Linked DNA regions of Mus musculus: all the other regions are linked to region 2. A link is a contact called in public Hi-C, HiChIP or PLAC-seq and promoter capture Hi-C data. All regions are on one chromosome and are shown on one strand. The core of a region is the stretch at or near the end of the contact, and the rest is flanking DNA. Distances in the headings are between cores, read along the strand shown.

What was found. Promoter capture Hi-C pulls out the DNA fragments that hold promoters and counts their contacts. Hi-C and Micro-C count contacts between places; a contact is called where the count stands out from the background. HiChIP or PLAC-seq counts read pairs in DNA pulled down with a chosen protein or histone mark.
Region 1: a contact with region 2 is called in a promoter capture Hi-C map of pre-B cells. The contact joins the promoter of Pkdrej here to the promoter of Cerk in region 2. A contact is called at or near these places in 3 of 39 promoter capture datasets (hematopoietic stem and progenitor cells, pre-B cells and stem cell-derived epiblast-like cells) and 1 of 9 other capture datasets (adipose tissue).
Region 3: an HNF4G HiChIP or PLAC-seq map of pancreatic cancer cells shows a contact between it and region 2. The contact joins the enhancer-like site here to the promoter of Cerk in region 2. A contact is called at or near these places in 10 of 39 promoter capture datasets (the C10 cell line, the HPC-7 cell line, embryonic stem cells and 3 more), 1 of 484 Hi-C or Micro-C datasets (embryonic stem cells), 6 of 115 datasets of contacts at active chromatin or transcription factors (the 230-238 cell line, T-cell acute lymphoblastic leukemia, cardiomyocytes and 2 more) and 2 of 9 other capture datasets (adipose tissue and liver).
Region 4: a promoter capture Hi-C map of stem cell-derived epiblast-like cells shows a contact between it and region 2, with 2.9 times the contacts expected there. The contact joins the promoter of Ppara here to the promoter of Cerk in region 2. A contact is called at or near these places in 4 of 39 promoter capture datasets (embryonic stem cells, neural stem cells and stem cell-derived epiblast-like cells).
Region 5: a promoter capture Hi-C map of pre-B cells shows a contact between it and region 2. The contact joins the promoter of Trmu here to the promoter of Cerk in region 2. A contact is called at or near these places in 15 of 39 promoter capture datasets (the 3T3-L1 cell line, 3T3-L1-derived adipocytes, the C10 cell line and 10 more), 1 of 484 Hi-C or Micro-C datasets (CD4 T cells), 6 of 115 datasets of contacts at active chromatin or transcription factors (the SCID.adh cell line, T-cell acute lymphoblastic leukemia, astrocytes and 3 more) and 2 of 9 other capture datasets (adipose tissue and liver).
Region 6: a contact with region 2 is called in a Hi-C map of muscle stem cells, with 5 times the contacts expected there. The contact joins the promoter of Gtse1 here to the promoter of Cerk in region 2. A contact is called at or near these places in 2 of 39 promoter capture datasets (pre-B cells and stem cell-derived epiblast-like cells), 1 of 484 Hi-C or Micro-C datasets (muscle stem cells), 4 of 115 datasets of contacts at active chromatin or transcription factors (effector CD8 T cells, embryonic stem cells, large pre-B cells and 1 more) and 1 of 9 other capture datasets (adipose tissue).

The regions. Positions count from the first base shown.
Region 1 is chr15:85,819,337-85,823,837 of GRCm38.p6, forward strand. Pkdrej (polycystin (PKD) family receptor for egg jelly) reads right to left here and starts at 2,397. Exons shown (of 1, transcript NM_011105.2): 1 at 1-2,397. The coding sequence starts at 2,397.
Region 2 is chr15:86,184,648-86,189,431 of GRCm38.p6, forward strand. It overlaps Cerk (ceramide kinase), which reads right to left and starts at 1,494. Exons shown (of 13, transcript NM_145475.4): 1 at 860-1,494. The coding sequence starts at 1,001. It overlaps Gm15569 (predicted gene 15569), which reads left to right and starts at 1,081. Exons shown (of 3, transcript NR_155352.1): 1 at 1,081-1,137; 2 at 1,559-1,594; 3 at 2,005-2,549.
Region 3 is chr15:85,907,353-85,912,366 of GRCm38.p6, forward strand. It overlaps Celsr1 (cadherin, EGF LAG seven-pass G-type receptor 1), which reads right to left. Exons shown (of 35, transcript NM_009886.2): 25 at 243-417. Among named protein-coding and RNA genes, the nearest start is that of Trmu, 31 kb to the left of the region's middle. Within about 2 kb of position 1,984, at least 53 of the 459 cell types and tissues checked have an H3K27ac peak or open chromatin away from gene starts, as enhancers often do. A contact at or near this core is called in the HPC-7 cell line, T-cell acute lymphoblastic leukemia, hematopoietic stem and progenitor cells and 1 more, where this site is marked.
Region 4 is chr15:85,734,043-85,738,945 of GRCm38.p6, forward strand. It overlaps Ppara (peroxisome proliferator activated receptor alpha), which reads left to right and starts at 1,734. Exons shown (of 8, transcript NM_011144.6): 1 at 1,734-2,054; 2 at 2,752-2,836.
Region 5 is chr15:85,877,520-85,882,491 of GRCm38.p6, forward strand. It overlaps Trmu (tRNA 5-methylaminomethyl-2-thiouridylate methyltransferase), which reads left to right and starts at 1,808. Exons shown (of 11, transcript NM_028063.2): 1 at 1,808-1,939. The coding sequence starts at 1,858.
Region 6 is chr15:85,857,460-85,862,089 of GRCm38.p6, forward strand. Gtse1 (G two S phase expressed protein 1) reads left to right here and starts at 2,248. Exons shown (of 12, transcript NM_001168672.1): 1 at 2,248-2,335; 2 at 2,545-2,636; 3 at 4,442-4,499; 4 at 4,609-4,630. The coding sequence starts at 2,612. Ttc38 (tetratricopeptide repeat domain 38) reads left to right here. Exons shown (of 14, transcript NM_001033337.4): 14 at 1-1,363.

The DNA.
Region 1 (4,501 bases), core at 1,147-3,646, 360 kb before region 2:
AAAGGGGTCGTCTGCGAACTCACAAAACATCATAGAAATCGGAGCCTTTGCGGGTAGCCTGGGGACCGTGCTTGCGTTCAGTGTCGCACGGAGGCAGTTTGGACAGAGTGAATCATTTCTGAAGGCCTTAAAAACATTCCAGTTTTCAACTTTCTCCACATACATGTTAAAGTTACTGGTCCTCAGAGCAGTGGTCTTGCTCCCCGGAACCTTGTTAGCCAGTATTGTGTCTGATAGTGATTCGACTACAAACAAAGGATCTTGTAACGTATAGTAGGGATTAATCAGCTTAAGAAGGTTAGACAGACTGGTTAGGATGCCAGTGCCCACAACTTCAACCTGCTGAAGGTGCTTGTGTCTGTGCTGGTATTCTTGTAGGTCTTGGCTTGCTTGCCTAAGCCGGAACGAGGTGGCCTCTAAATCCGCTTGACTCAAGTCAGAGGCTTTCTGGGTTAATTTGGTAATCACCATCACCGACTGACCGATCTCATCCGCTGTGTTCATAGCAAACGTGAGAGACTGTTTGACGAGGTGCTCCAGGAGACGGGCTCTGTCATCTTGAAGTTCCTGCTCCCCTTTTATGTTATTCAAGACAGAAATCACCACATAGGTTAAGTAGCCAGCCTGTAGCCAGTCCTGCTTTTGAAGCAAGGTAGACAACAGTGACGTCGGTTTCATGGTGACGTTGAGCAGCTGTTGTAAAACATCCTTTGAAGAGTCCCTGACAGTAGGTGCCGTCACAGTCGCTTGCAAAGTCACTTGAGAAAATGTCCCTAAGGAGTCATAGACCTGAACATAAAGCCTCACATTGTACTCATCTGTCACCGTACCGACAGGGAGAAAGAAGGCTGGTGTTATCGGCTCTGCCCCTGAATACACCACGGAACCCAGTGTATTCTCTTCTACGGAACTGATCGCGCCAATGCTGTCCAACTCAGATACTATTATTTTATACTTAAGGGGAAGGTTCTCATCCTTAAAATCACTACATTCAACAGCAAATTTAGTAACCATGGAAATCCCACTAGCTGGATTTATCTTGCATTTGCCAACTCGAGGGCCATGGTTAATGACAACGGGATGTCTCAAGGTCGTGGTCATACCACTCCAAGATTTCAGAATCAGGGAAACCCAAACCCTATTTTCCAAAAAATTCCTAAAGGCAAAAGCTTTTATGGACAAATAAGGTCCATTCCTCCTGGTGATTGCTTGCCCTGCCCAGTCAAACATCACTTCATGGCCCGTTAGAGACAAAATGGACCAGCTATACAAATCCTGGCGGCCACAACTTGGGCAGTTCAGAAACAGAGAAAATCTATCTGACACACCTAACGTGGGGCCACAATTTTCAATGCAGGAAATGTGTGCCTTGGGCTGAAGCCCCTGGAGCACGTGTACAGTTTTATCAGAAAATGCAGTTCTGTTTTGCTTCTGTACCACCATTCTGAAGTAATACACACCATTGCCCCTAAGAGTTTTTGGTGGAATGGTTAGTACAGAGCCCACTGCCCAAGGCCAGTTCAGTGAATCCTGCTCTGGGTGGCAGACAGCCTGGTTGATCACTAATACATAGTTGCCACTATAGTATCTTGGATTTGTGGTACAATACCAAAAAAACTGGAGTCCCCATGTGGGGATGTCTGCCTCTGGGTCGTAGGACATGCTTCCATTCAGAATCAGTTCATCGGAGAACTTCACGGTTACTCTGGGGGCTCCAAGAAGAACAGCCTTCAGGGGGCGTTTTCTAACCCAAATGTAGATGATATCCGAGCCTGTCACCGTGGGCCAGGCGAGGTCCCACCTGAAGATGGACAGCGTAAAGTTAAACACATACACCCCGTAAGGCAGGGCATATTTGGGGATGTGGAGGGAGAAACCCTTAGACACTGCCACCTGCGGCAAGAGCACAGGTCGGTTCCAATCAGGGGTGTCGTTCACAGAGGCCACCGAAAAGTACACCCAGCTCTTGCGAATGACCAAGGCATCAGGACAGTACCAACGCACAGTGATATTGAGGGTGGCTTCCTCGTCTCTGCTCAGGATAAGGGGAGCGTTCTGGTCCTTCCTGTTGATCTTCACTGGCTGCATGATACAGGGGGCCGTCTGGCAGGACACGTTAGCCTTGGCGGCTGCGGGGTCCGAAGAGTTGACTTTCAGGAGGACGCGTGCAGCTGCGCCCGAGGGACACCTACGGGGCGGCGTAGGGCTGGCGTGGCGCGGGGCTGCACGCGGGGACAGGCCCCCGGTGTCACCGCCCCGGACGCTGCTCTCCGCGCCCTGCCCCAACCCCGGGGCGCCCCTGAGCACGCCCGGCAGCCCGCGAGGGCCGGTGGGTGGCGGCTGGCTGCCTAGACCCAGGCCCAGGCCCAGGAGCAGCAGCGCGGGGCCCGGCCACATGACTCCCCGCCAGGAGCTGCCGGGCGCAACGGCCGTGACGCTGGGCTGGGCCGCGAGCGAGCGTACCGGGAGGGGATGGGCGCGCAGCTCGCCGCGGGGCAGGGGCAGCGTGCTCCGCCACTCCGGAATAAGGCGGTTCACCCGAGGTGTGGGTTCTCTCGGGGACAGTACACTCTCAGGGACAGTGGGGTTCCCAGGGCTAGTGAGTTTAAGGGACAGTATGTTCCCAGGGGCGGTGGGTCCCAAAGGGCAGTGAGTTCCCAGGAACAGTGGGCTCTCAGGGTCATCAAGGATCTCAGGACCAAGGAGAACCACACACAAGGAGAACGTGGGAAGTCACAGAACAATGGGTTTCCAGAGAAGTGGAGATTCTCAGGACCAAGAAGGACATGCTAAGGACAGCAGCATCTCCAGGAAGGTAGGTGCAAGGTAGGTCACTATACACTAGGCGGCAGAGGGGCTCAAGACTGTTTCCAACCACCTCTTTCTTCCCATACTGATGGATCTACTCCAGGATCAGGCCTTGCTAAATGAGTTTAATCCCGTGCTCTGCCGCCCCACCCCCTTCTTTTCTTCTTTTTAAAACTGGACACACCAAGAAAACTTCTTAGCAGAAATTCCTCTCCCACGGGAAAACCGGTTCCAAAATAATGAAGTCTGGAGGGCCTTGCCAGCCCCCTCAGACCAGTGCAGGGATATCTGACACTTGGTTGTTTGGGGAAAGGGGGCGTGGAGGTGGGGTTGTTGGTTAGGTTTGGGTTGGTTGTTATTGGTTTGGTTTGTTTTTTCCCTTTCCTTCACTTTTAAATGTATTGTTTGCTTATTTGTTTGTTTGTTTGTTTGTTTATTTGTTTGTTTTAGACTGTGTCAACTGGAGATTCTTCAGCTTCAGCCTCTTAGGTGGTAGATCACAAGTGTGTACTACCTAACCTAGCTAAAAAGAACGAACCTAGCTAAAAAGAACTGTGTAGTTTAAAAGGGAGAAGTTACTGAAGATCAAACCTTGGGTCTCCAGGAATGATGGCCATACCCCTGAGCTGCAGCCGAGGCTCTAGTTTCCTAACTTGACATTTTGGCTCAAAGATGGAGCCTTTCGTCCTAGTCCTCCTCCTCCTCCTCCTCCTCCTCCTCCTCTTCCTCCTCTTCTTCCTCCTCTTCTTCCTCCTCTTCTTCCTCCTCTTCCTCTTCTTCTTACTTCTTCCTTCTCCTACTGTGTTTAAAACTATAAAGTCCCTACTATACAGTATTTAAGTACATCCTACACGCTTATTGTATTTTTGGCCATCTTTCCTTTAAAATATTTCTAATTCTCCTAGTATTTTGTTTGTACCCGTATATTCCAAAGGGTGTTGTTAGTTGCAAGCATTTGGAGTTCATGTAGAACTCTTGTGGCGCTGGAGAGATGACCTCTGTTCTTCCAGAGGTCCTGAGTTCAATTCCCAGCAACCACATGGTGGCTCACAACCATCTGTAATGGGATCTGATGCCCTCTTCTGGTGTGTCTGACACACCAGTGTACTCATACATAGAATAAATAAATAAATAAATAAATAAAAAGAAATCTTGTGCTTATTGATCTCTAATTAACAATGCTATGATTAGAGAATAGGTCCAGAATGATTTTTAGTCATTTTTATTTATGACTTGCCTTAATGGCCACCCTGGAGTCCTTCTTGTTATACATTCTGTGTGAACTTAAAAGGAAGATGTGTGTTGTTGTTAGGGTTCATCCTAAGACCTCCTTCAGACCCTCTACCACTGAAATCTATTTCCCAGTCTTTAAAAATAACCTCTTTTAATTTTGAGACAGAGTCTTGCTAAGTTTCTCAGGCTGGTCTTGAACCAGTTGATGTGCCTGCTGAGTAGTTGGCTTGCACTACATTCTAACTTAAATTATAATATCACACCTTAGAGAGCCTGATCAAACGCAGACGGTTGGTAGTGGTACTTCCATCTTCCATGTCCTTCCTGAGGTTTTGACTAGCGTTATAATCTCCAGGTGAAACTTAATCTCCTACCTAGGCAGTGCAAAGTTCTGGTTCAAACTTCCCTTCTGACATTTCTCACTGCGCATTCTTGGGACTCTGTCAGTTGACGAGTATAT
Region 2 (4,784 bases), core at 244-2,743:
CAAACAAACAAACACAACAAAATGGAGCAAGGAATTTATGAAACTGAATTCGTCTACAAGGTCGTCTACAAGGCCCCCCAGCCCAGATGTCCACATACAATCTTCTGTAATCCTCCTTTTAAGGAGGACTGAATGACATCTTTAAAATCTCCGCCAATCCGTCGGCCACCAGACAACCTGCAGCAAAGCACCGGGGAGAGTGGCTCTAGTGTCCTTGCACCATTCCCAGTCACTGCGGGTGGGTTGCGTTTTTTCCCCATGCTGGCCTAAGCTACTCCTCTTTCAACCCTGAGGGCGGCTGAGCAGGGTGTACACTCCATCGGAAAGTCAAAGGCCCTTGCTCAACTGCCTAATCGCAGGAAGTCCCTGCCAGGGCCCCTCTGGGCTTCTCCCATAGAGAAACATGTGTATGTACTTGGGTTCACTGTATTGGACGAAGAATATGACCAGAAACCAGTCCTGTCCAGGTGTGCCAGCGCCATCCCGACGGCAGCACCAGCAACAGACCTCCCCCAGGGTCCCGCGGATGCTCCGGGATGGGGGGTGGGGGGCTGTGGACGTCCGCTCTTCCCCTCCCCCTCCAGCACCTCCAGAGGCTTTGTCATCCCAGTTCCAGGAGTATCTGGGCTCTCAGCACCCAGACGGTTCCCCGCCAGAGGCCGCGGAGTACTTAGACCGCCCGGCACCCGGGCTCTGCGTCTCGGATTCCCCGCGCCTCGGTATCCCGGGCGCCTCTCCCCGTGCCCCAGGTCTCCTCCCTCCGAGTTCCGCCCCATCCCAGCCTGCCCGGAGCGCTCGGGCTACGCAGGCCGGGGTGGATGCAGCGCCGGCCCCACCAGCCCGGGATGGCCACACTTACCGGCACCCGGCGCGGAGGGCCCGGGCTCCGGGCTCCGCCACCAGCGTAGCAGAGCCCGCGCGGGCTCCAGGCTGACGGCACAGCGTCGCCGTTTCACCCACAGCACGGAGTGCAGCGGCTCCGCCGCCCCCATTGCCCCCATCGCCGCCGGCGCGGCCTCGTCCGCCGGGCGCGGGGCGCGCGGACACCGGGGGGGGCGCGGGACCGTTAGCGGCCCCTGCAGTCTGCCCGGCGGTGACGCGGGGAGGCGGGAGCGGGAGGCGGCGCTGCGTCACCCGGTACGCAGAGAGGGTGGCGGGGACCCGGGAGGAGGCGACCAGGGTGAGGACAGGAGAAGCTAGACTTGGGGCCAGAGAAGAATCAGAAACAGAGGAGTCTAGGGAGCCTAGGATGAGGAGCAGAAAAGGCCTAGGAAGGAACGGGAGGGAGGGGTCAGAGGAGGGGACTGAGGGACCTGGCTGTGGGGAGGGCGGTCGGAGCGGCCGGGTGCCCTGAAAGACACTAGTCTGTCGCTCTGGCTGCCCCTGGGTCCTGCTGGGTCTGCACGAGCGACGGGGTAGGGAGGGCTGCAAAGGGACGGGCGGAGTCCCAGCAGCGCAGAAATGTTGCCCGGGCGGTCCTGGGCAGGCGATAGGAGGCCGTGGAACTGCTGGTGTGCGCCCAGGAGCGATTTGACCTTGGGCATCCGTCTCTTTTTAGGTCTTGGTCTCCTGGCGGCTAGCAAGAGTCCTGCAGGTTAGTCCCAGTAGGCAAAGGAAGGCTAGGATGGAGAGGACAGGGGTTACCTTCCAGGGGAGTGGAAGCTTCATGTGTGGATGGTTGTGGGTCTACAGCCACCAGAGAGACGGGAGAAGGCGTCTTCTTATCAGTCACCTGACTGTACCCTCCCAAACAGGCCTAGGGAACCGGAGTTGCTGCTCTTGATGCAGCTTAACATGGGACAAGCTGAACATATCCACCTCAGGGAGGTCTTCCTGGACTCCGTCTCCCCCAGCCAAAGCATCCCAAGACACAGCAGGGCAAAATTCAGCACTGCACTCATTGCATATCTACCCATCTTTGTGAAAATTCCATGGGCATGTGGGCTTGTCCCTTACTGGGTCTCCAGTGTCTAAAATGGTCTCTGTGCATAATGTGTTACTCAGATATTGGTTGCGTGATAGCATCTGTTCACATCTGACCAAGGAAGAGTCTCCTCGGAGATGCTAACTGGTCCAAGAGTGCAGGGCTCTGTGGTGTGACAGAGCTAAGCCTCACAGCGGAGTCAGCTTTCAAGAAGACAGGAGAGCCTTCTGCCCTCCCCCTCAGCTCTCCTGCTGTTGCAGACTGGGGTGGAGCTGGCCAAGTCTACCTTGCCTGTGCCTGGTACCAGAGGGCTAAGGTACAGGTCTGATCCTGTCGGTGCCCTGTGTCCATCTGCAGGGCAGGGACAACCATGAATCACTTGCTTCCTGGAAGCCCAGCCCAATGGTAGGCTCCCTGACAGCCCTGGAGTGTTGGTTAGGCCCAGGCAGAATCCTAGCCCCACCCTGGAGCAAGCTGGACCTGACCTAGCTCAGTTGTTAGTTGAAGCAATGGCTGTCCCAGCTCTTTCCTTTCACGGCTATCGGGATGAGGCTTGGGGAATGTGGACATGAAACTTCTTCAGAAACCTCTTGCCATTGCTGATGATGCTGCCTCTGTTACTGGTGAGGGGTTGTGTCGGGCAAGGGCAGCAGGGGCTATTATTATTATTAATTATTATTATTACTATTATTATTATTATTATTTTGAGACAGGGTTTCTCTGGGTAGTCCTGATTGTCCTGGAGCTCACTCTATAGACTCTCAAACTTAAAGATCCACCTCCCTCTGCCTCCCAAGAGCTGAGATTAAAGGTATGAGCCACCACGCCTGGAAATTAATGCAGTGTTTATATGTAAGTGTTTAATACCAAGAGGACTGGACTCCACCTTAGTCCTAGAGGAGTTCCATCCAGGAAGACACAGCCACACGGTCCACAAAATACTAAAGAACCTGAGGAGGGCCACCTGTGTGAATTATAGCTCACTAGTGAGAACCAGGATCCTGCAGTGCCTACCTCGGACTGAAGTGTACCCCCCTCCCCCATTTGAATTCTGAAGCCCCAAGCTTGATGCCATAGATAGTGGCTTATTTGGAGACAGAGCCTTTAAAGAGGTGACTCAATGAGGGCTTTTGGGGGCACGGGGAGGGGGGGCAATAGCTTGGTTCCTGGACAGAGGTTGCCACTTCTTCAAACACACTCATTCACATATGCGCACTTGCACACATATGAACACATGTGTACAAACAAATTAGACCATTAAGGGCCGGGTGTGGTGGCGCATGCCTTTAATCCCAGCACTCGGGAGGCAGAGGCAGGTGGATTTCTGAGTTCGAGGCCAGCCTGGTCTACAAAGTGAGTTCCAGGACAGCCAGGGCTATACAGAGAAACCCTGTCTCAAAAAAACCAAAAAAAAAAAAAAATTAAACCATTAAGGTAGTCTCAATTCAGGTCAACCAGTGTACTTAGTATAGGGGGGATTTGAACACAGATCCAGGGATGTGTACATAGAACACAAACTATGAGAAGCACCTGAGGAATGGCCATCTACAGGCCTCAGGAGACACCAGCCTGATTGGACCCGTGGTGTTGGGCTTCCTGGGTGTTAGAGTGCTGTGGTGACCCTGGCCAGCTGGTGTATTAGCCTGGCAGCCTGGGAGGCCGCAGTGCCAGGACTCACTGGGAACCTCTGCCAGGGGGAGGGCAGTCTAATGAGGGATGTGTTCTGGGAAGCTGAGGTAGACAGGACGGAAAGGCTCGGGCCCTCCAGGCTGGGGACCATAATGAACACAGCACTGGGGGTGGGAGGAAAGGAGGATGCTCTCTCTCCAGTGCAGCTGCCAGGCCCTTGCTGCCTCTGAGTCCCCTGGGGCTCATCCATTGTTGGGTGTGAAAGCAGATGGCAGAACAGCCGACAGAGCCTTGGAAACATCCGCACAGCCTGGATCAGTCCTGGGCTGTGTGGGTCTCTGCACTGGGACTCAGACCCAGATCCATCCCCCTGATGGCTTCCCAAGCTCCCTGGACCACCTCTTACCTGACTGGTATACCCTTCCCTAGCTAGGCCCTGATCCGAACACCTTCTTACATGTCTGTCTGGAAAGTGTCTACCCACTCTCCTTGCCCACAGCCACCTCTTTGTGCTGTTGAGGTCCCCTGGCTGTCGTAGAACTTCAAGCAATACCTGACTACCTTACAGCCAATGATGCCCCAGCCTGTTGTTGGCCTGGTGTATGCACAGCTGCCCCCACCCCCCTCTCCCCGGTTTAGAGGGGCCATATGAACAGGAAGACCAGGGTGTAGGCTCAGCCCCAGCAGCCTGGAGCTCTCATGAGCTACACACTGTCCTGTCCCTTCCCTCCTGTCACAGGTCAAGCTAGGCAATTCAGTTTCTGACCTGATGCTCTAGGTCATACAAATCTGGGATTCCGACCAGCGACCAGCTGTATGCAGCCAGCACCCTCCCTCCTGGGAGCCAGTTTCTCTCTCACACACGGGCTGCCTGGCTCCTGAGATTCTGTCCAGTCCCACATATTGCCACTAAACATGCACATCCCACCGATTGGGTCACCTATTGGGGAGGTAGCACCTTCCACCTTAGTCATTTCTGAGCTCCTCTCCCTCCGGGAGGCTGGGCTCTTGTTTACACTTGGCCTGCCTGCTTATCCTCCCAAGCTTCCTCCCTGATGAAGTCAGCAGGACTAATTGACATCAGAAACTGGAACACTGCTGGGCGGGGCCAGAGGATCTGGCAGGCCATACCCACAGGCTGCCAGGAATGCTGCCCTCTGCCCTCCACCCTCGAGGAAGAGCCTTCCAAACACTAGCTGTCAGAGCTGACTGCCTGGAAGAAATGCCCTAG
Region 3 (5,014 bases), core at 734-3,233, 280 kb before region 2:
GTGACGGGAGGAGAACCTCTTCCAACTACACAAAGAACCCTAAGCCCTCTGATCCTGCAGCTCACGCCTGACCAGAGAGACCTATGTCCCCACTGGCCGGGAATAGCCCCACTTCTACACACAGCTAAATGTCAAGGGTTAGGAAAAAGACAGACGGCTCAGAAGAAAGAAGACAGACGGCTCAGGAGAAATCTGCATTTTAACACAGGCCACCCTGGCAAAGCTGCGCTGTGTGTCCTTACCTGTGACAATGGCAGGGATGCCCCAGCCCACCACGTGGTAGAACCGCATGGGCCCAGTGTCGATGTTGCGCACTTCTGTCAGCATGCGGTAGACATGCAAGTTCTCCACAAGGGTCCAGGCGAAGGTGCCCATGGAGACGTAGTGCAGGAGGATGGCGACCACTGTGCAGAGAAACTGGGTGGAGAGGAGCAGGCTTAGCAGGCAGCCCGAGGCCCTGGGACTCTGGAAGGGGCAGGCTGGCAAGCACTCGGTAAAACTGCCACAGGGGATCCAAGCCTGGGGTGGGGGGGTGATCCCTCCTCAGGCAGAGGCCAAATCGTAATAGGACTGAAGAGCGACCAAATCAGGCTGTTCTGCAATGGCAGGGTCTCTAGTGTCCCCAAAGGGCAGCAAAGCTCCTCTCTTCTGTCTAATTCAGCAGAAATGGCTGAGCATGACCTGGGGTCACTACCAAGAGTGCGGGTAATTCAGGAACAGGGGATGGGCAAAGCACTAGTTTTTTTTTGTTGTTGTTGTTTTTGTTTTTGTTTTGTTTTTTTTTTTTTGAGAATATTTTTGTGAGCTTGTTCTAATTTTTAAATATTTGATTTTTAATATTTATTATTATATCTAAGTACAGTGTAGCTGTCTTCAGACACGCCAGAAGGGGGCATCAGATCTCATTACGGATGGTTGTGAGCCACCATTTGGTTGCTGGGATTTGATCGCAAGACTTTCGCAAGAACAGTCAGTGCTCTTACCCGCTGAGCCATCTCCAGCCCCAGTTTGTTTTTGTTTGTTTGTTTTTAATGTATGTGTGTTCTGCTGCATGTATACCTGCAGGCCAGGAAGAGGGCATCAGATCCTCTTATAGAGGGTCATGAGCCACCATGTGGTTGCTGGGAATTGAACTCAGGACCTCTGGAAGAACACAGCCAATACTCTTAACTGTTGAGCCATCTCACCAGGCCCTACTTCAAGTTTTTATTTTAAAAACACTATGGAGTGGCATTTGCTCAGGCCAAAAGCTCCCGGGCTGAGACCTCAGCCTATGTTCCCAGAAATGCTAGCCAGTAGGTGCAGCCGGGGTTCTAGGGAGCACTTCTTCCAGGGGCCTCTCTGTCCAGTAGGAACAATGTCTTGATGTTTTCTGCGGGTCCAAGACCACAGAAGGAGGAGACTCTTCTACCCATCTGCCCTTAGCCAGACAGTGCTATGTGTCAGGCCAAAGGCCATGTGCTACAAATGAGAATGCGGCACGTGGGCTGAAGGACAGCACGCATCTCCTTGAGGAATGAGTCAGCAAGGAAGCCAGCTCTGCCTGCTGGTGTACAGAAGACCCAGCAGTGTCAGGAACAAGGTCATGGGAAAAAGGACAAGGGACAAGGGACACTGAGCTCCCAGAGTTTAGCCTAGGGAGGCATTCATATAAACCCAGCCTGAGATGTTCCACAATGAGACTTGAAGATGTAGCCCAAGGGCAGCTGCTCATGGGCCTTTTGGGAGTCAAGGCCTAGACAGAGCTTCCAGGCTAGCCCGCTGGAAGATAACGGTAGGTTTCCCAGCAGGAAGTTAAGCCAGGCAGGGTAGAAAATGAGAGGGGACAGAGAGGAAGGGGAAAACCTGGCCCTGTTCACACTGGCCACCTGGAAAAACCCAGGCCACACCCACAGCTTACCCACACCATTAACCACAGCTGCAACTGACCCCACCCACAACTAGGCAAAAGTCACCCTGGCCACAAGCACAATCTAACCCCACAGCTGGCCACATCCTCACCAAAGTCCACCCTTGACTGGCACACCCATGCATGGGGCCCACACTGGCAGCTGTAGTCCAATGTTCTGCCCTTGACCATAACCCTGTATCTTCCCAGAGGAAAGCACCGCCCCCCCCCCCACCTCACTCCCACAGATTCACAGACATAGGAGGAGAGCCATAAACTCAACCTCATCCTAGATGTGACTATGTTCAAATACCAGGTCACCGCACTCTGAGGAAAGGCAACAGAGCACAGGCTGGAGGGTACCCTGACAGAACCACCTGATGCCAGGTCAGCCTCCAAGGGTCACATGCTCTCCAGAGATAACACCCGGACAGTGCAAGGGACCTATGTGAGCACGCACACTTGTCACCTACACTGCAAAGCTGAAGACAGAAACAGGGCTACAGCTGGGGCATGCTCTCTGCTGGCATCTCAGAATGCCAGCTGTGAGGGGGCAAGCCTGAGCTGGATCCCCCCCCCCATCCCCATACGCCATTTCCGCAGTGGAAAGTGGGGCTGGCTCAGCTGGAGGAGGAGGAGGAGGAGGGTGGGAAGGCTGGCTGGCTGTTGCTTTAAATGATGAACAAATAAACCTCAAACAAAACAAAAAACCGCCATTTGAAAAAGGGCAGGAAATCAACCATAGGATCTGGCGGGGTTGTGTGGACACGCTTCTACACTAAACATACTCGCTTTTCCAGAACAGAACAAACACACACTAAATCATTTCAGCCTGTCAGGCTTCTGGGAGATAAACGGCCTCACCTGGAGATACGAATGGGAGTTTAGATAAAACTCAGAAAACCTGGGCACCGTGCCAAGCCCCTGCCACCACACACTGTCCTCCTGGGGTGCATTTGCCTGCTCTGTGCCCCCCTGGTGCCTGGAAAGCTCTCATGCCAGCAGGGGCCGAGTCAGAAGTGAGCCTTGGCCTCTCAGTGAGCTGCATGCCGTGCTTAGCAGCAGGGAGTGGCTCGAAGCTGTTGACTACTTTTCTCTATCCAGACCTTGAGAAGGCACACCTACAGGACCCCAAAATGAGTCTCAGCTTGCTGAGCCTTCGAACGGGCCTCCCATGTCCACGCCTGGGAGATGAATCCCATATCCATGCCCGCTCTGGGAGGAATAATATCTGGCCTTGGAGGGTGGCAAGGAGGTTTGGTCCTGGTTCATCGGATCCAACCCTGTGCTACTGTGACCCTACAGGAAAGCCACCAGGTTCATCAAGAGGACTGGGTCTAGGATGGCCCAGGAAGCCATGCCTAGGAGGTAGCAGGGTCTGCTCTTTTTTCCTGAGGGGTCTGATCACCCAGGAAGGTCTCTGAGCTGGCTGGGAAACTCCAGCTCTCGTCTTCTTCCCGCTTCTGTCCCAGAGCCTGACTTGGACCTCAAATCTCCATGCCCGGGTAGCTGTGTCCAGCTGCCACCTACTCGTCCCATTACCAGCAGTTGATTCTACCCTCCTCCACCTCACCCCAGCTCTTAAAAATCACCCCAGCCCTTCCCTGCTCCCTGCCCTAGTCCCTGTTCTGGTCCTCAACTACCAAGCCTGTGTTGGAGCACAGAGCTCTGACTGGTTGTCATAGTGCTTCTGGGCACAATACAACCTATACATAGACGTTGGTGCTTTGTGGAGTGACATGCCCAGTCCCCAGGCTACCAATGGATTATTTCACTACCTGCTCCCGTGTCCTTCCTGGACACTCCCCACTGGGTGGCCACAGGTAGTCTCACACAGCCCACTTCCCTGATCCAGCTTGCCACCAGCCAACAGATAGAGGGGTGGGAGGCATTCCTGAATCATGCATGGTCTTCGGTAGGTTGAACGTACAGTTGCGTTTTGACATCTAAGGCTCAAGATGCAGGGATGGCAAACACGTGGGATAAAAAGGATCACGCCCATCATTGCCCCTTCACACCTCTCTAAACAGTACAGCCAGCCCAGCAACCAGTCACACAGTGGCTGGCTCCCGTTGCTATCAAGCAACCCAGGATCACAGCAACATCTGCAGGAGGAAGTGTCGTGTACAGGCGCTCCCTCGTCTGACCCGTCTTCTGGGTTGGTATCCATGGGGCCGAGACAAGTACATAAATGGCAGAAACCACCACTGGGAAACCTGGTGAGGCGGAAGGATCAGCTGACCTGATTGACAGTGCTGTGTAGCATAGGACACTGCCTTAGACCAGTGGCTGCTGCGCATAGCAATGGTGTCTGGGTCACTACATGCACAAGTGAAGGTCTTCTGACCTTGTGTCTCTCTAGGCTGTCAGTCACTTAAGCCACAAGAGTGAAAAAGCACACACACAGAGTGTCCTGTGCAAGTCCAGGGCAGGTAACACACTTAGAATGGGAGGGTCACAGCCTTCACTTCTGGTGGTTAAAAGTCTACACGGGGCAGGAAGAGAAGGCTCAGCGGTTAAAGGCACCGACTACTCTTCCAGAGGTCCTGAGTTCAATTTCCAGCAACCACATAGTGGCTCACAACCATCTGTAATGGGATTCAATGCCCTCTTCTGCTGTGTATGATGGGAGTGACAATGTTCACACTTACATAAAATAAATATTTTTTAAAAAGTCTACATGCCAGAGGCCTCCTTGGGGTCTACAGGAAGGTGGCACCAAGGGGCCAAGTACCCTCCAACTCTACCTCCTCCACCCGAGTGGCCCGGCCGGTAACTCCATTTGCCAAGATCATCCTTCCGTTCACATCTACCCCTCAGCTCCAGGGGTGAATGGGTGGACACTGTACGTGAGCTTCTGGCGCAGTCACCCTCCCTCTCCAAACCCTCAACAAGTGGGCTGGACTTTACATATTTTGAAATTCATAACGTGAATACATAACTTGTAAATATGGAAAAATGGGGATGGGGCACAGCTGGTTATAGCTGGGGCCACCCGAAGTCACAACCCTATTGTGTCCCATGATTTTGCTGCCATTAGGGATCTTGCCACCATCAGCAGCACCATGGACTCGTGCTGCCTCCTGGACACCAGTGCATTCCAGAGCCTCTGTCACCAGGAGGACA
Region 4 (4,903 bases), core at 484-2,983, 450 kb before region 2:
CAGGAAATCATACAGACAGGTCACTGTGCAAGGTCTTTTAATTTTTCCATTTTTTAAAATTGTATGTGGCAGAGTAGCTGGTGTGTGTGTGTGTGTGTGTGTGTGTGCTTGTGTGCATGTGAGTTGGTTCTTTCCTTCCACCGTGTGAGTCCCCAGGTTGGAATCCAGGTCATCAGGCTTGGTAGCAAGCACCTTTACCCATTCAACCATCTCCAGGGTCTCAGTTTTGCAAGCTTCGAAGCATAATACAAATAGTAGCTATTTCCTGGCCACTGCGTGCAAGAAAAGGCGAGCTTGCCAGTAGGCAAGTAGGGAATGTTCTGTGGGTGTCTGGCAGGTGGGGCAGAGTTCACCACAGGTATGAGGCTGATCAGCAAAGGTGGGTTTAAAAGACGTCCCTGAATGTGCCTGTAGGGTCTGGTCTCCAGTTCCCAGGGTAAGGAGATGTGCGCTGAAAGTTTCCTTTCCCTAGTAGGCTCTCCTGGGCGCTCATCGCCACAAATAGCATAGTGGCAGGCCCAGCGTGAGGACAGACAGGAGGGCTGGCATAGCACACATTTCGTTCCCAAAGGAGCGGCGTCCTGGGGCGTTGGCACCTCGGGGGGCATGTGCATTCCGTGACTGAAGATCCAAGGACGACACAAGCAAAGCGGCTGCTCTGGGTCGCAGCCTGCTCCCAGTTGCAGCCTCCCGCCTGCGCTGTCAGTTGGCAGAGCCCCAGTGCCTGAGCTGGACACAGTCAGCCCCTCAACCCCTGAAGCGTATGCAGAGGGGCCACAGCCCGGGGCGGGGCAGAGGCGGAGGGTGGGTCAGAGCGGCCGCGCCTCCCTGCGACCGTCCTCGATGCCCTTCAGCCTCTGCCTTCCCCGCCCGCCACACCCACCCTGGCACCTTGGCCACCTGTTGCCGCGTGCCCCAGCTCGCTCTTCCTTTCTCCCCATTTCTCATCCTGGGACTCTAAAGATCAGATTCCGCCTGTCCGTCCACCTCCCCACGAACTCCCGGGACTCGGGGAACAAGCTGTGCGATCTAGACCAGCTCAACGAGGGCACCCGGAGGAAAGCTCAACCCAGACCCGCAGCCTTGAACTTCAGTCCTGGCCGGTGCGCGGGGCTGGGAGCAGGAGGGAGTGCGCGCCAAGGCGCACCCTTCCCACCGACTGTTCTCCCCCGTCGGGTGACCTTGGGCAGTCCCTTCACCTAACCCGCCTCAGTTTACCAACGGATGCCCGGGCCCCGAGGCACTAAATGGGCATCGAGGAGAGCTGCCCCGGGCCTCTTAGGCCCCGCCCTCCCCCGCAGCAGCCAATCAGACACTGCCGTCCAGGGGGTGTGTCTCGCCCTGAGCCGGGGCCCGGGCCTAGGGGGCGGAGTTTCCGGGGCGGTCACCTCGCCGCGGGACCCCGCAGGGGACGTCCGAGGGGCGGCGCGTGTCGTGGGGGCGCGGCTGGCACGGGCGCGCGTAGGCGGTGCCGGGCCGGGGCCCCGGACGCTACGGTCCCACGACAGGGGTGACGGGGGCGGAGGCAGCCGCTTACGCCCCTCCTGGCGCCTCCTCCTGGGCGCGCTTGGCCCTGCGGACCCGCAGGCGGAGTGCAGCCTCAGGTGCCCAGGGGCTGGAGGGCACGCGCGAGGGCGGGGAGCCAGGCGTCCCCTGTCCCGGGACAGTGAGGTGGGTGGACAGGGAGGGGAGGGGCTCGGTGGCGCATGCGCGCGGACTAGGGGCGCGGGTCTGGAGACCCACAGCCACTGGAGAGGGCACACGCTAGGAAGGGCACACGCGTGCGAGTTTTCAGGGCCCGCGGAACTGTCCGCCACTTCGAGTCCCCTGGAGCGCCGTGCGCCGGCTCCGAACATTGGTGTTCGCAGCTGTTTTGGGGGCTGGAGGGTTCGTGGAGTCCTGGAACTGGAGCGACGCTGGGTCCTCTGGTTGTCCCCTGGAGGGGAGGGCACACGGGCGGGGACATCGGGGCGCTCCCTTCTCACGGCGTGGTGCATTTGGGCGTATCTCACCGGGAGGCGTTTCCTGAGACCCTCGGGGAACTTAGAGGAGAGGTAACTGGAGGCTCCCTGACAGACTGATTCTGGGGTCACAGCCTAGGCTTTGCTGGGGACCTGAGAAACGCTGCCGGTGGGTTTGAGTCAACAGCAGCGGACCCTCTTTGAACACTAGTTTCCTCATTGCTCCTGATCGTAGTGGGGCGATGTTGGCCCCAACAGTAGGGTAGAGACGATGCCAAAGTTACCCTATGTCTCTGCCCTCCAGAGGCCAGTGCCACAGCGGGTCCTGTGTGGGGCCAGCTTTAGTCTCCTCTGTGCAGTGGCTGCGCGGCTGGCCTGATATGGGTAAAGGGAGCCGGGAGTGCCCGTGTGCTAGTCCGGAGGGTGACTCTGCCCCAATATCCACTCCAACTAGCCTGAAATAACTGCACCTCTCCTTTTCCCAAACTTTTTTTTTTTTAATTTAAAGGAGAGAATGTTCAGATACTAAAGAAAATCTACGGTGGTATATAATGTCTTTGGGGGCACTCTGCCACTGGGGTGCTCACGGGCCCCCAACCCCAACCTACTCCCTTCCTCTAAGGAAAGCAGAAAGGCTCCTTGGGGGAGGAGCACGGAACTTTCTTGGGCGACCCTGGGACACTGTAGTGGTTGCAGGCAACAGGGTCACAGTGACTTTCCCAAGGTGGTGGAGAGTTGGGGGAGATCCAGAGAACATATTGTAACCGGTTCCTTCTTTAACGTTCTACAGCCAAGTTGAAGTTCAAGGCCCTGCCTTCCCTGTGAACTGACGTTTGTGGCTGGTCAAGTTCGGGAACAAGACGTTGTCATCACAGGTAAAGAGGATTAATGGACGGCTTCCAGACTGGAATATTGTAAACGCTGTCTTTGGTTGCACTTCAGACTAGCAACAGGGCTTGGATAGTGGTTATTTTGTGGTGGAATAGTAAATGTCTTTTCAGGGCTCAGGAAGCCAGGTAAATGGGTAGTCCATGTTTCAGTTCTGGGAAAGTGCGTTTGCTTCATGGGAACCGCATTTCTTTATGGCAGGCTGCGTCGGCGTAGTTTAAAAAGGTGGTATTGCGTTAGAAATGGTGTTACTTGACTGGCTTATAAACTGGCTCATAAGACCGTCTCTTGGCTGTCTTCATATCAATTCAATGAAGTAGTCGGTTAGTTTCATCATTAGCCAGGCAGGGATGGCCCCCAAGAAGCAGCTAGAAGGGTATGACTTGGTGACCATATGAAAATCCAGAGCCAGTGGGACATGAACTGAGAGTGGAAAGCAAAGTGTCTCCTTTCCAACCTCTTAAACATGCATGGAAACACTCCAGACTCATAGTTTGTCAGGAGGGTAGGAGCCTGCGATGTAACCCATGCTAGCCTGGAACTTGCTATGTAGCAGAGGCTAGCTAGCCTTGAATTCTTTATATTCCCACCTCAGGCTCCCAAGTACTGAAAGCTGAAGTAGTTCTTTTTAACTTATGTTTGTCAAGCCTATAAACAGAGTTTATGTGTGTATATGTGTGTGCATGTATCAATGTGTGTTTGTATGTGTGTATGTGTCTAGGTGTGTATGCTATGTGTATGTGTGTAAAGGGTGGGAAGAGAATGAGAGAAGAGAAAGCATGTTTCTATTTTGTTTTATTAACTATTAAGTTGAGAAAAATATTTCCATGTGAATGTAAAAAACAATGTATTTTTGCTTCAACTGCCTGTCTAATAACTCACTAGGTTTAGATATAGTATTTAGCCAATGCATATATAGACATACGTTAGTATATAACTCATGCTTATTGCATAGCTTCCTGGGGTGGGGGCTACTGAGCCACCCATAAACAAGACAGCCATGGACTTGCTCATGAGACTGAGTTCCATGCTAGAATTATAAGAAACTTGAAGCCAGATGGTGGAGGCACACGCCTTTAATCCCAGCACTCAGGAGGCAGAAGCAGGTGTATCTCTGAATTGGAGGCCAGCCTGGTCTACAGAGTGAGTTAGTTCCCCAATAGCTAGGGCTACACAGAGAAACCCTGTCTGGGGGGGGGGGAGAAGAAAGAAAGCAAGAAAGGAAGGAAGGAAGGAAGGAAGGAAGGAAGGAAGGAAGGAAGGAAGGAAGGAAGGAAGGAAGGAAGGAGAAAAAAGAAAGGAAGAAAGGAAGAAAAGAAGGAAGGAAGGAAGGAAGGAAGGAAGAAAGAAAGAAAGAAAGAAAGAAAGAAAGAAAGAAAGAAAGAAAGAAAGAAAGAAAGGAAGAAAGGAAGAAAGGAAGAAAGGAAGAAAGGAAGAAAGGAAGAAAGGAAGAAAGGAAGAAAGGAAGAAAGGAAGAAAGGAAGAAAGGAAGAAAGGAAGAAAGGAAGAAAGGAAGAAAGGAAGAAAGAAAGAAAGAAAGAAAGAAAGAAAGAAAGAAAGAAAGAAAGAAAGAAAGAAAGTAAGTTAGTTGAAGGCTAGGGCTCTAGTTCAGTTGGAGGAGTGCTTGCCTGGCATGCACAAGGCTATTGGTTTGATCCTCAGCGCCTCATAAACCAGGTGCGCTGGGGCCCATGCTCATAATCCCAGGACTGGGGAGACAGAGGCAGGAAAGACAAAAGCATATGATAAGTTTGAGGCTGTGCCAGGCTACATGGAACCTGGTCTCAAAAACAAATCAATAGCCAGGCACAGTGATACGTTCTTTTAATCCTTATACTCAGGAGACAGAGGCAGGAGGTTCTCTATGAGTTCAAGTCCAGCTTGGTCTACACACAGAGTTTTGGGCTGGCCAGTGTTACACAATGAAACCCTCTCTTAAAAAAATAAAGCAAATAATAATAACAATAAAACAAACAAACAAGAGAAATGTATAACTATCCTAAGGGTGATTAAAAGATGAAGAAACTGAGTGTGAGAATGGATGTCTTAATCCT
Region 5 (4,972 bases), core at 558-3,057, 310 kb before region 2:
CTCAGCGCACGCCTTGTCCTCATGCGGCCGTACTCTGCTCTGTCTACCGGGGCATCTGGTTTTTGGCAGCATATGCTGCAGTCCCTCTGCTTTCCCCTCTGAAGATGCTCAAAGGTGGCTTTCCCCTACGTTCTTCTTCATAGCTCCTCGGCTGGCTGTTCAGAAGGGTCAGCTTTGGGACACACTGGAGACTTGAGCTGAGGGGCTGGCATGAAGTATACTGATGTAGGCTGATGACCAAAGCCCCACCCTCGGAGATGGCAGAGGCTTGCTTCCCTGTAATTTCTTACCATTGTGGGGGGGCAGTGTTCCTGAAGCCCACATACCATTTGGGTTGGTGCCGCACAGCACTTTCCTGTCCATGGTGTATCACACTGCAGACTTTGGGAGTTATAGGGAAGCAAAAAACACCTTGTGCAGGAAAAAGAAACGCCCCAGTTTTCTCTCTAGTGTAAGAAAATACTGGCCAACAGCAGCGCAGGGAGGAAAGGGTTTATTTATGTGGTTTGCACATCCGAATCACAGACCAACCTGAAGGAAAGTTAGAGACGGAATTTTGACAGGAACTGAAGCAGAGGCCATGGAGGAACACTGCTTACTGGCTTGCTCCGCATGGCTTGATTAGTTTGCCTTCTTTTACAACCCAAGATCACCTGCACTGGTGTGGCTCTCACATCAATCAACAAATCTCACAGACTTGTCTAAGGGCCAATCTAATGGAAGCATTTTCTCAATTGATGTCCCCCCACCCCTAGCTTGTGTCAAGTAGACAAAAATTCTAACATAGGTTTGTCTGGTTTCTGCTACTTTGTGGTTGGCCCTATCATAGGTTCTGGTAGGAAAAGTGAGATTTGCTATACTAAATGCCCATACCCAAGAAGGGAGGTCCTGGTCCTCAAGGCTAGAACACTCCACAGACATGACCCCCTGCCCTTTTGTCTCTCTCTCTCTCTCTCTCTCTCTCTCTCTCTCTCTCTCTCTCTCTCTCTCTTCTCTCTCTCTCTCTCTCTCTCTTTCTGTCCCAGGACTCGTATCTATTTTCTTCCAGCAGCCACTCAACATCTGTCATGTGCGAGGCCCCCCACAATCAATTCAGGAAGAGCCACAGCTCCAGCCTGAGGTCCCCAAAGCATCCACTCGTTAGAGCTGATCCCCGCAGAGTGCTCGTTCGTCCTCCAAGAATGGCCCACGAAACAAACACTCTTAAATCACAGGCACCAGGATGAACAGGTGCGACTCCAAACTCTCCCAGTCTTCCGTGGCCCATCCTTCCCAGCTACTGTCTGGGTCTGGTTAACTACGCTCCCATCCCCTACTCCAACCCGTTGACTGAGCTGCTAGCAAAGCCTTACTGAGCAACGGTCCACTATGCTTTGTCCTCCACTGGCTCTGCACCCGCCAGGCCCGCAAGCATCTAGAATCCAATGAGAACGTGTTGACAGCCCTGTCCCTCCAGCGGGTAAACAGGAGGAGCCAGCGGCCGACACAGCATCTCGACCTTGTGTGTGCCCAGGAACGCCTTTGAGACCTCAAGCCCGAGCGGAGGCTGTTCCTGGTGCAGCTGACCCAGGAGCGCCAGCTGAGCACAGAAGAAAACGTCGCAAGGGCAGCGAGTGGTGGCTAAGAAGCCGGACCCGACCAACTCATCGCTGGCCTATCTGGGACATGCTGCCACCTAGTGCTCCTCGGCCGATCCGCCGCGCGGAACCCAAAAGCCTGCAGAACACTGGGTGAGCGGAGCACGTTTCCCGCCGGGTGAAGAGTGAGGACGCCCCCCCCCCCCGTCCCCCCCGTCCCCCGGAGGCTGGGACTTCCGGCGTAGCTTGGACGCAGCCAGAAAGCTCGCGGTGTAGCCTGATGTCGGCGCTGCGGCACGTCGTGTGCGCCCTGTCTGGCGGTGTGGACAGCGCGGTGGCGGCGCTGCTGTTGCGGCGGAGAGGTGAGGCCAGGGTTCCTCACTGGGGACAGGAGCTTGGGCTCCTCCAGGTCTGAGGCCTGGCCTTTTGCAGACTCCGCGGGCCTCCAGGCGAGGACACCGCCAACTCTAATGACAAAATCACTCCAGTGTTCTCCTTCGTTGGATGACAAACTTCACTCCGAACAGCTACCAGTTCTTCCTGACTTGTAGATGTAGCCTCATGGGTCCTTAGGGTTCGGATCTGATTCCAACGACCGGTGTACATTCCTCCTGCTGTGTGGCCCCACCTTGTGTCAACCTCTCCGCATTCACCTTGGCGGCTTTTAATGGAGTCCCCCTCAGCCGTGGATCATCTTCCCCGGGGCACGCGGGGTGCAGAGGCGCGGGGCCAGGAGCCTGGGCTTGGGCAAGTTAACTAAGCACCCCCCAGTAAAAATGGGATGACCCGTAATATGGGATGACTGGAATGATTAAATGGCACAGTATGTATTGAAAGGGTTAGCTATACAATGTGAGATATATCGGAAAGCAGGAGCGATTCTTTTATAATCACAGCTGTTATGACAGAGTAAAAGAGCCACAGGATACAGGTGTGTACTATGGTGAGAAAGGAAGAGGGAAGCATTTCTCTACAAAGAACTGGCTGCAGTAACACAGGCAGGAGGCAGAGGAGAGAGTGCCGGCCAGAATAGGATATAGTGGGGTTAGTGAAGCTGACGGTATTAAGGAATTTGGGGTAATGTTGAGTAGGCAGTGTGAGTCTTTGAAGGTTTCCAATGAGAACTGTGTAACTAGATGCTTTGGGAAGTGGCAAAGGTTGGCATCATTCTTACAGATTTATCTTTTACTACTAAAGGGAGATCAACTGCTGCCTAGTTTTTATGTCACATTAAAACTATGTGACATGTTAGGGTCCTCTGGTAGGAGGGAACCTCAGCTGAGAAACTGTCATCACCCTGGCCTGTAGGCTAGTCAGTGGGGCCTTCTCTTAATAATTGGTGTAGGAAGCCTCGTTCCATTAGGAGTAATGCTATCTCTGGGCAGGTGGTCCTAGGTTTTATAAGAAAACAGGCTGAGCAGGCCAAAGAAACAAGCCCATAAGCAGTATTCTTTTATAACCTATGATTCAATTCTGCCTTCAGGTTCCTGACCTGAGTTCCTGCCCCAGCTTCCCCTGATGGTAGACTGTGACCTTTAGGGCCAAATAAATCCTTTCCTCTCCAAGATGCTGTTGATCGTGGTGTTTATCATAACAGTGGGAACCTAGCCAAAACAAAGGCTCTCTCCCCTCAGGCTGCTACATCTAACTTTTACCCTTCCTTGGATTTTTTTCATGAAAGAAATTGATGGACGGTATCAGAGGAAAGAAAACCATCCTCTCATTTCGGCATCGAGGGCTCTTAGAGGTGATGTCCCATACTGCAATCCGTAGAAAGTTGACCAGTCCTTGAGTGCCTGGCTCCATGCATGTGGGTCTTGTCCCTCTGTGAGACAATTGACCAGGCAGATGTAGCATGGGAATGGTGGGGTTCTAAAACTCTGCGTAGAGTTTGTTCATGTTACAAGCTTGTGGGGTTTTGGCTCTCCTTATGCCCTGGGCATTGTATTAGCTCTTGGGACACAGGATTGTATTATGCCATCTCTGCATTAGTAAGTTACGTGTAAGACCACCTCAAGAGCTGAGCCCAGCATGGTTAATCTCTACAGTAGAGCACAGTCAGGTGCCTCCAGACACAAAAGAGGGCCTCATCTCATACCAGGCTGTGTGGGACTTTAATGAGTGTGGTTTTTTTTTTTAAGAATTACTTGTTTATTTTATATGAGTACACTGTAGCTGTCTTCAAACACACCAGAAGAGGGCATCGAATCCCATTACAGATGGTTGTGAGCCACCATGTGGTTGCTAGGAATTGAATTCAGGACCTCTGGAAGAGCAGTCAGTGCTCTTAACTGCTGAGCCATCTCTCCAGCCCCCTGAGTGTGGTATTTTATTTGTTAAAGGTTTGTCAGCAAAATCCCTGGAATTTTTTGGAGGAGGGGGCAATAATCAAACACTTGAAGCTTTTAATACAGTTCCCTGTCTTTCCTTACATTCAGCTTATTCGGAGGGAGAAACAGGGTTTTGATGCAAGGTGAACCACAGTGAGTTTTCTGAGACACTGGAGGGCCAGTGCTGACCTATGTGATATTTGGTTGGGTATTTGTCACAGTGGAGAAGAGAGATCATAAAACATGTGGATGATAGAGCCCTACGGAATAGCCAACGCCTTAATTTAAATGTTTGGTGTTGAGAATTGAACCCAGGGCTTCACCCATGCTAAGTATGGGCTTTCCCCTGGAGGTACCCCCTCTGGGTGATAAAATTCCAATTTTTTTTTAATTCCAATAATTTAATTGGCTTTAATTTGATAACTTAGAATGTAAAAGTCTTAATAATTGGATAGCTTTTAAAATGAGTTCCCTTTAAAAATAACTGGACAGTGATTATCTTAAAAATATTTTAAATTCTGTATGTATGGATGTTTTATCCACATGTATGTCTGTGCACCATGTGAATACCCGGTTTTAAGAAGGTATCAGATCTCCTGGAACTGGAGTTACAGGTGGCTGTGACCTGCCATGTGGGTACTGGAAATTGAACCTGGGTCTGCTGGAGAATCAGCGAGTGCTCTTAAACACAGAGCTATCTCTCCAGCCCTGATCTTTTTAAAAACAAAAACAAAACAAAACAAAATAGAATCTTGATATGTAGCTTGGGATTAGCTTCAAACTCAGTATCTTCCTGCCCTAGCCTCCCAAATACTGGAATCATAGGTATGTACTACCACATCTGGCTGGCTGGTAGCTTGTATTTGCATTGGGATCTGAGTTTCTGTTCACCATTCAATCATTCAGCATATATCTGATAGACCCATGCAGTGTGTTACAGATTGTATTGACACATATGTAGAGAAATACATATGGGAGAAAACTTTGTTTTCACTTTGAGGACACAAACAACTTCAGTACACAATGTACTAGAAGGTGGGGGCCTTACCAGTACCAGTGCAATGA
Region 6 (4,630 bases), core at 998-3,497, 330 kb before region 2:
GAGCTGAGAGTTCTGCATCTTGAGCTACAGGCATCCAAAAGGAGACCATCTTCTTGCAGCCAGCAGGAGGGTCCCTTCTGCACTGGGTGGAGCTAGGCCCTCAAAGTCTGCCCCCACAGTGACACTCTTCCTCCAACAAGTACACACCTCCTAATACTTGTCACTCCCTAGGAGGCAGAGGCAGGCGGATTTCTGAGTTCAAGGCCAGCCTGGTCTACAAAGTGAGTTCCAGGACAGTCAGGGCTATACAGAGAAATCCTGTCTCGAAAAAACCAAAAAAAAAAAAAAAAACCAAAAAACAAACAAACAAACAAACAAAAAAAAAAAACAAAAACCAACTTGTCGCTCCCTATGAGCCAAGTGTTGAGTCCATGGGGACCAAACCTATTCAAACCACTACACCAGCTTAGGGCTGCTCTGCTGTGGCAAATAACCAGATAAGTGACATAGCCATCACGAGGTTTAAGCCCATCTCCTGCTTCTGTGACAGGGACATCCCTCCTGGAAGTTGATGCAGTTCCTACTTAAGTAGGGACTGATGGGCAGGTGGGAGTGGGGAGTGGGTTGGAGGTCTCCAAACCAGATCTTTGCTTAGCCTGCTCAGAGTCCCTGCAGTCTGCTGAGGACTGGACAGGTTTTGGGCATTCATTAAAACAATTGGTCCCGTTGACTACCCTCTCCTATGGGAACCTCTGAGCAGCTCCCAAGTGCCAGGTTTGGGTTGCGTCCTAGGGAGATGGGCTTCTCTAATCTTAGCTGGATGAGGCAGCAAGTCAAGAAATTGTGTAATCGCCATAGGATTTGAAGAGGTACTGTCTCCATATCAGGGAGCCTGGGGACAGGTGCCAAGGGGGAACCTCCTCATTAGTCCTCATTATGTATATGATTCCAAATAATACATGATTCAGCCAGAAGCGGAGTCTTGCTCTCTGTCTCTTTCAGAAAGCCTTCCACCCTGCCTGTGGGCTGGTGACAGTGCCTTCTCTTTGCCCCATAGCCCTTGGCACTTGCCCTTGCTATTGAACCACTTTGTGCTGTGATCTCTGGTATTCAATGGCTTCCATTGAATGCCTTGTCTGTAAAAGCTGGTATGTGTAGGCTTTCATGAAAGAAGGCATGCATCTGCCAGGGACAGGCGACTGATCTTAAAGGGAAATGTGTATGCGTCTGGAGAGATGGCTCCATGGCTGAGCACTTGCCGTTCTTCCAGATGACCAGAGATCAGTACCTAGCGCCCACGTAGAGCCTGTAAATCTAGCCTCAAGGGACCTGACACTCTCTTCTGGCCTCTGTAGGCACTTGCATACCTGTACATACGCACACGTCGGCAAAAAAAATAAAATAAAAATATTTTTAAAGCCAAGAGAAAATGTAAATAGCAGTGAGTTACTATGGGTATGCTTTCCTGAACATCTACTATGACCTGATATGATACAAAGAGAAGTGTTGGTGAACTTTACTGCCCAGTGGATAGCCCCAGGGATGCAGGGATTTCATGCACAGGAGCTAAAGGCTTGGACCACAGATGTGACTGCCACCGTGGTCTTGCGCCCCCCCCTCCCGCCCCCGGTGTGAATCAGAAAAGCCTGGCCCTTAAAATTCCAGATACACAGAACCGGTCACCATCCCCAGCCGGTGGGAACCTTGGGTCCGACGAAGCCAGCTTGCCTACTAGTGAGCCAGACCTGGCCGATGTGTAGAGACGACATCCAGACTTGATGGCCTTCTTGATGGCTATCCAGGCCAACCCTGGACTTCCTTGAACCAACAGACCTTGAAGCCAGTTTCCTGCTCATTGCTATCCAAAGGCATCTAACATATTGGCAGCAAAGAAGTGCTAAGACCGGCTCTGTCACTCTTCTGCATTTGAGGGAAAAGGGAGGGCCTGCACACCAGAGTACAGGAGAGAGGCCTTAGGCTGCAGAGAGTACCCGGACGCATGAGAAATACTGGAGATACCAGGACAAGCACCGGAGAGAGTCGGGACAAATTCCTTCCTAGCTGCCTGACCATCTCCTATGCCCCACCATCACCGCCTCGGTCCCTTTTGCTAGCACAGCCACAGGCGGAACGCTTAAATCCTTTCTGTGTCTCCGGAGGAGGAGAGTCATGGGAACTTCCGGTGGGAGTTTCCTGCGCCCAGCGGAGCCAATCCGTGGCTTGGAGTCTTGGGCATTGGTCTTGTACATCAGCACTCTGACTACATTTCCCAGGCTGCACCGAGAGCGTCTCCTGTTTAAACAGGCCAATCGGCGGCCGGCGGAGCCGGGCGCCGCGTTTAAACCGGTGCCGGAGACCCAGCTGGATTTTATGCCTTCCCGGTCAGAGGCGAGGGGTAAGGAGTGGTCGTAGCGCTGGTCCCGGAGAGTGGGGAACCGGGTCCCGAGCCGCAGAGATCCGGGGAGGACGGGCTGCGGTGCCAGCTCTGCAGCTCAGAGCCGGAAATCCGTTACCCCGCCTCGGGGCGCACAGTCTGGGAAACCGGGAGCAAGTTGGGGCTTGCCTCTGACTTGCCTAATTCTCCCGTCCCCTTGCTTCCTGCAGCGAACTCTGTGGAAGGAGGAGACGGCCGCGACGTGCCTTCGGCCAACCAGTGGAGAGAGAGGTGAAGATGGATGCTGGTAGTAAAAAAGAAGGTAAGTCCTTTCTGTTCGTAAGGCTGTTCTGGAGTGTATTCCTTTTCACCCCAAACAAAATAGAGAGGGCTACAACAGATCAAAGAAACGAAGTCTGGATTGATAAGCAAATAAATTTAACTGAAGTTACTTACAAGGACATTAGCAATTCATAGCTCCACCACCAAAGAAGCCCCTACAACATCCCCACCCACTTTTTAAAACCACTTATGTAATCTTAAGAGGGGCCTCCCCCCACTTCCAGAAGGGCTTTAAGTGGGGGTCTTAATCTTGTGAGGGTCTCCTGTGGTTAATCACAGTTGCTGTGCTATCAAAATGGCAACAGCTTTCTCTTGCACTGAGCGCAGAGTCCCTCACTCCACCCATTCCCCTGTGGTTCATTCTTTTCTCCTCCACTGACTTACTTTGTTTGCTTTTCCTTTCTTGCTTGTTTTTTTGAGCCCTCACTTTGTAACCCGGAACTCACTCTGTAGTCCAGGCTGGCCTTGAATTCATCGAGAGCCACCTTCGGAAGCCTTCTGAGTGCTGGCAAATTCTTTGAAAAGCAAGACTTGCTACGTGGTGGCTGCACACGCCTTTAATGCCCCAACTGCAGAGGCAGGCAGATCTCTTGAGTTTTATTTCAAGGCTAGCCTAGCCTGGTCGACAGAGTGAGTTCCAGAACAGTTAGTTCTCTTTGTAAACCTACACAGTGAAACCCTGTCTAAAAGAGGGGAGGAGGAATCTTTACGATGACTTGGTTTGTGTGTGTGTGTGTGTGTGTGTGTGTGTGTATGTGTATGTGTGTGTTTGGGGGTGGTAACCAAGGTGTGCAAGCACCTGAGGGTCCCAGGGCTTGAACTCAGGTCATCAGATGTGGTGGGAAGTAACTTTGCTCCCCTGAGTCTTAGAGGGTTGATGTGGGTTTACAATTATTTTCTCCCTTTTAGGGCTGAGCACTGGGCCTTTGCACCCTATCAGGTTATGTATCCTCTTTGACACCTTAGGAGACTGCTTAACACAGTGATGCCCATTATAAGAAGCACCTCTAATGACCTAGGCTGGCAGCCCAGTCCAGTAATTTATGAGCATAAACATAAAGGTTTAGAATGCAACTTAACCAGGCTGTAACGTGCATCCTTAATGAAGCCTATGACCTTCCTCCACCTTAGGATTTTGTCCTGAATTATGTAGGTTCCCTCCGGTGAAGCAGACCTTTAAGTACTACTGGGAAGTGGCTGGTCTGTGAGAGAGAGCTGAATAAATCCACAGTTGGTTCAACCAAGGCTATGCTAGGAATGTGGATAGGCAGAGCAAAATTTTTGTTGGTGGTTTTGGTTTAGGTTTTGGGGTTTTTTTTGTTTTTGTTTTTTGTTTTGTTTTCTTTTTTGTTTTGTTTTTTTGGAAAGGGACCCGAGGAGCAGTGGTGCTCCACAGATACTCGTTGGTCTCTACTGTGAGTTTGAACCATCTTTGAACTCATCGCTGATAGATGTCTCATAATTGAATTCCAGGCTAGCTAAAGTAGTTGATCTTTAGAAAATAGCCTGTGCCTGAAGGTGACTTAGCCTTCTTGGAAACCCTAGATTCTATCATAGAGGTAAGGTTCTGTGTTTTGATGGTGGATCAGTGCACTCAGAGTGGCTCCTGGAACTTGAGAGTGGAAATGGGAAATAAGAAGGACTTGAGGTGCCCATGACAATTGATTGAATTCAGGCAACAATCTATTACTTTACTGAGAGATTCATAGCAACTGTGAAACCAGTGCTTTCCTGTTTTATGTTACCCTAAAATAACTGAACTTTTTCTCCCCATCCCCACCCCAGACTTTCTTCTTTTGGAAGATGAAAAATTTGACTTCGATCTTTCCTTGTCTTCTTCAAGGTAAACATGCGTTTTCTTCCCTAACCCCTGGTATAGACAGGTTCATCAAAGCCCCTCGCCTAGATGCTGGTGTGATTTCAGCCCTGATAATCTTTTTCTTTAAACGCAGCACAAATGAAGATGATGAAGTC